2 separate regions of the Anser cygnoides genome follow, and region 2 is linked to region 1. A link is a contact called in public Hi-C data. All regions are on one chromosome and are shown on one strand. The core of a region is the stretch at or near the end of the contact, and the rest is flanking DNA. Distances in the headings are between cores, read along the strand shown.

Region 1 (2,710 bases), core at 28-2,527:
ATGAAGCTTTTGAATTGAATTTTCTGTTATAGTACTAAATAAGCTGTTTATTAGAAGAAAAAAACATTTTGTGGGTGGTATCTCTGCAGGGGGTTTGCTGGTCTTTAAGGCCCCTTCCAACCCAAACCCTTCTGTGATTCTATGATTTTATAGGGGGAAAGAAGTCTTGTGCTGTTTCTGTGGTGTGAGTAGGATTCTTCTCTTGCTAATTTCTTTTAGAGGACATTAGCAATCTTTTCAGACCATGCATATTTTCAGACATTTTGAAAAAGATATCAAAACCAAATTTTAACTGAAATATTGTTACTAGGACCTTCATCACTGGTGAGAGATCTACATGGGTCCCAGACAATGCTGGCAGCTCACACAGCCTGGGAAGCATGTTGGCTTCCAAGATAACAATCCCATTTCCTTTGGGGATTGTCATAATTAAGCAAGTCAGAGTGGAGTTCAGAATGGCAGTGACTCATAACTGATACCAGTGGGTATGAGCAGGGCAAGTGGATTAAGATGGCTTATGCTGTGCTATGGGAATTAGCACATTTAACGACCAGCTGGTGAAACCCTTCTGCTCTGTGCAGAACAGCTGATTTCAGTGGGACTGTGCTGGAGTAAGGTACTTGGAGTCAGCAAGGGTACAGGAGTCTGTGTGCATTTTATTTACACTTCCTGCCATATTAAGGCTATTGTGTGTTTGCAGACTACGCAGTTGTTTGACAAGCGTGTTCTCAGGCAGTACATCTGAAAGTACACTATTTTATAAATAAATCTGTCACATGGTTTGTAAGATCTGTCTTTCACACTTGCTTAGTCAAAAGTATGTTACAACCCTTTGCACATGAAAGAAGAAGCGTCTGTTTTGTGACATGAAGACATTTGAAACAAAACTAAATTTGTTTGTGTTACTGGACTACCTATGAGCCCTATTTGTGTATTGGAATTGCACTCTGCTATGCACTGTGCAAACACAGGACAGACAGTCTCGGCTCCAAGAGTTTAAAGGTCTCAACATGCTGGATTTTAAAATGTAGTAACTTTAATGTGCTACTAATAACGTCCTATATAATAATGGTCTGTAGTTAAGGAAGAGCCTTGTACATTATTGCACTGAGATCAGCTTGGAGTACTACAAGATACCCAGATATTCTGATCTCCTGCAAACCTGGCATAACACAACTAAAAACAGTTATCACAGCAAAGTTGATCTCATAGTAAGGAAAGTGCTTTTTTTCTACTATAAAAACTTGGCCTCCTCTGCAGCTAAACAATCTGCAAAAAAATCATGTTAATCAGCCTTTTCTTATTAAGTTTTAAGATAGCAGCTCAGTTTTAAGGTGTTTATTAAATATTTAAAATGGTTTAACTGATTTGGAGCCTGAATCATCTCCCATTAATACCATTGAATGTTTTTATCAACTTCATTAGCAATTAGATACAGTCCTTAACCAGCTGGAAACCAACAACAAATTCATATTTGGGAAAAGCACCTGAGCCCTCATTTGGTCGGCTTTCTGGAGCCTGCAAACATTCCAAGGATTAAATAGATATATATATTTTTTGCCATTGGGCAGTCTCGTCTGCCAAGTTCTCACCAGATGCATGCTAATAAAGCTGGGTTTTATAAACAGCTCTGGTGCAGGGTTCAGAGTCATCTGAGTGACTCAGAGCTACTAACAGGGTTAGACTTCTCTTGGAACTGGTTTGAGCTGAGAATCAAGCTGTAAGCAAATGAAGTATTTGATACTCTTTCCTGAAAATGGTGGGAATTAAGTCTTTTCTCTCTGCTGGCATGTGGCATATCTCAGAGCTGCGCAGCTGGCATTGCCTGACAGTGGGGAATCCTCAGAGGCCAAGGACTGAATAGTCATGAAGGATTAATTGCCTTCCTGGCAAGCAGCAGTGCCCTCCTCAGGGTGCAACTCATTGCCAGAAGAAGGTGGGAAAGGTGGTGCTCCTGTCTGCAGAAGGTGTTCTGTGCGGTGGGCAGTTAGCATGACGCTAACAGGATGAATGCTCTTCCTATTTTCTGAGCATAGGATTCAGCCTGGAGGGCTGCTTCCTCTGCCAGATGCACTGACAACTCAGGCAAAGGTTTGAGCTGCAGACAAATGGAGGGCAGCTTGCAAGTCACACCAGTACAGCTGTAATTTAGGAAGGGGCTGGGATGGATATGCCTAAATCAACTACTTTCTGCTGTTAGGGTGTAACATCTTCAGTCTCAGCCTGTAGCAGCTGTTACAGTAATAAACTCAAACGTGAGGACTAGTGTGCAGAGGGATGTGGAGATGCTCAGTTTCATCTCCATCCTGTTTCTGCTAACTGGACAGTGAACAGACAAGCTGCTTTTTGCTGTCCTCGTATTTTCAGGTCAATGTTTCCAAGTCAGGTAATGTGCATGGAAGTATGGGAGTGGAAGATGAGGATGACTCCTGTGACCTTCCTTTTCATGGACTCAGTCTGAATCGGTCATAACAGGGCAGAACTCTGTGCTATTCTTCTACTTGGATGTATTTGTAGTATGATGGTCTTTGCTCTTAGCTATGCAGTTTGCTTTTCTGTTCCTTAGTTCCACAGTGGAAATAGAATAAACTCCAGCTTTGCTCTGTTCTCCTCTTAAATTCTGCCACTTGCCAGTATTTAAAATACTGACAAAAATTATCTCTAACAGAGCAGTCATAAATTCCAGCTGGAAGTGTGGTCATCAACGTGT
Region 2 (2,700 bases), core at 185-2,684, 57 kb before region 1:
TTGATTTAATTTTCATTTAGGATTTAACAAATACCACATATATACTTTGTTTGGAACAGGTATACAGTATTTGTTTGATAGGGAAAACTTGCAGTTATATCATGTGTATATAAAACTCAGTTTTCCTCCTGCACACTTGAATTATTAACAATTGTTTTTAAGAATAAAAAAACAGGTTTGGGGGAGAATACAGAAATTGGTCCCTTTTTTGGAAATACTCTCTAAAGCACAGTATAAAACATGGCAGAGCTTTGCAACAAGCACAGGAACAAAGCAGCATGCACTGTGGTCACCAAAGCCCAGCACACACCTCTGTTTCTGTCTACAGTGCAAGCAAACCAGAGAACCTGTTGTTTGCTTACTGTCAGTTATTTGTGAGGAATCTCGTGATGAACAAACATGAAGAAATGCAATGCAACAGAAGTACATACGTGCCTTACTTCCTCCAAAAATTTGGGATGTTAAGTTACTTGGCGTTATCTAAATTCTTCAGCATTGATGAAGAAATCGAGTTAAATATAGATATACCTCTGTTAAAACCACAGCCATCATCCTTGCTGTTGGTTTATAAATAACAACTAGGAACACAATATTCTGCAAAGAGTGAGAGGAGTGCTTAAGATTCAAAGGAGATTGTCAAGCATCTGTGGAGGAGTATTTCAGGGACTGGAGCAGGAAGGATGGTGCCAACTGTAAGGTCAGTTTCAGAAATCATCTTAAGAGAATGATGGCACTGAAGAGATTTGCAGCTAGAAATAGCTGCTTTCCCAGATGAGGGCATCTTAGCTTAAAACATATGGGGCCCCTTAGGGTGTTCATTTTTATAGCTGGTCAGAATATTCATGGGAGAAATTACTGGAAATGATTATCAATATACAATTACACCATCGGGTATTTATAATTGCATATAATTTAAATGCAAACTGGCTTACATTGACATTTCTCTGTGCTCCCAGCACAAAACAGGGGATATATCTGCTTACATTTATTCAGTTTGCATCACATATGCTCTAGGATAAATGGCTGTTTTTAGCATGAGGAAGTAAGCATTGTGTGATAGCTAAACATTTTAATGTGTGCAACTGAATTCAACATTAATGAATGCAACATGTTGGAAATTTGCACAAAATTGCTGAAGGTAACTACACTGTTTCATTGCTGATCTTTCCCCCTACTTTTACATCTATATGCACTTAAAAAAAAAAGAGTTAAGCTCTTCATAGCACTTCCCACATTAACCTTTCACTCTCCATTTATGTTCATTTATCATATTCACGTGATACCAGCCTGTCTTTACCGGTCATTTTTTGCCACTCGTACTAAAAGTTCTCCTCCCCTCCCCATCACTAAATTGCTCACATGCAACCCTTTATAGATCCCCCAAGAAAATGCCAAACATGCCAAAGCACAGTGACTTCTTCTTGCAGCCCAGGCAACACGCCCTCGGAAGTTACAGCCCTCGAAAGCCCACCAGGAGCTAGAGCTGCTTCTACTCCAGACAACCCTTACCACCACTGGCCAGTTTATGAGCTGAGGCATGGAGGAAACTGCCAGTATCAGCACAAAGGAAACAAAACTAAGCAAAAAAGTTTAATCTGTAGCTACACTACAATTGCGTATCCTCTTACTGGTAGCATGAGTGTAATCCCTAGGAGGGCACAGCAAATGTCTCCCCAGCACATCTGACAGCGACACAGACCAGCTCTGACACAGCTTCTTTCCAAGTAATTGGATCCTTATTTTAATGAATCTATCTGGCTGCTCCCTCTCTGGATGAGGGACATCCTGTCTGCTTAACGAGACATCAGCTGTCTTAACTTTAACCTTGGTGCAAAAAGGATAGCATCTTATTTAACAGCAAGGAGTTTGCCCAGGTAACCAAGACAAATCTCACTGGCAAAAGTCAATGTGCAATTGAAATTTGAGGTTGGACTAGATGATCTTGGAGGTCTCTTCCAACCTAGACGATTCTGTGATTCTGTGAAATGTCCAGATGTGATTACGGCAGAGGGGAAAAAAGAAGTGTACCAGTAACACCCTCTCCCATATCAGCTGTTTCTCAGTTGTTTCCTGAGCTGGTCACTAGTGAATTGCCAGTGGAAAACAGCATCACATAAGTGAACCTCAGCTGTACCAGGCTCTGCAAAGGAACCTCTTTGCACTTAAGTTAAAAAAGGGATATCAGAAGTTCAGGATGAAAAACCCACAGAGGGCTGCAAATTACAGACATACAACTTCCAGCTCAGAAAGTGATTCAATCAGAAGCCAAAAAGAAGTGTTCTAAGAAATATCATTACACACTTGTCCTTACATATGTTATTTGCCAGAGAGAGGAAAAGAACTACATAGAATTTTAGCCTGAGTCACTATGTTCCTACTGCAGGATCAGAGAAACATCAGTTATCTCCTGTGAAGCAGCAAAAACTCCACAGGTGAGGAATGAGTCAACTGGGATTTTCTCACTTGAGTTAACTGAAGTAAAGATTAACTGGAAAAGTTAACTCCAGTATATAATTAAAATATTTCAATGTCTCAGAGATTACTTAAGTGTTTCTCAAGAGTGCTGTGGAAAGCTGTTTTATCAAGTAACTTTTTACATAGGTAAATGGCTGTGTTTTAACTTCCAAATTCCCCATGGACATTCCTGAAGTTCTGCAAATAAAGTCAGAAAACACACCTTTATAATTGTGAACGCTAAAG

What was found. Hi-C and Micro-C count contacts between places; a contact is called where the count stands out from the background.
Region 2: a Hi-C map of liver shows a contact between it and region 1, with 1.8 times the contacts expected there. The contact joins the promoter of HAO1 here to the enhancer-like site in region 1. A contact is called at or near these places in 2 of 7 Hi-C or Micro-C datasets (both in liver).

Annotation. Positions count from the first base shown.
Region 1 is chr3:6,001,963-6,004,672 of Taihu_goose_T2T_genome, reverse strand. All of the region lies in intron 3 of PLCB1 (phospholipase C beta 1), which reads left to right. Among named protein-coding and RNA genes, the nearest start is that of PLCB1, 29 kb to the left of the region's middle. Within about 2 kb of position 1,277, at least 2 of the 3 cell types and tissues checked have open chromatin away from gene starts, as enhancers often do. A contact at or near this core is called in liver, where this site is marked.
Region 2 is chr3:6,058,871-6,061,570 of Taihu_goose_T2T_genome, reverse strand. HAO1 (hydroxyacid oxidase 1) reads right to left here and starts at 1,434. Exons shown (of 8, transcript XM_013182177.3): 1 at 1-1,434. The region is part of intron 4 of LOC106036652 (a long non-coding RNA gene); the gene reads left to right.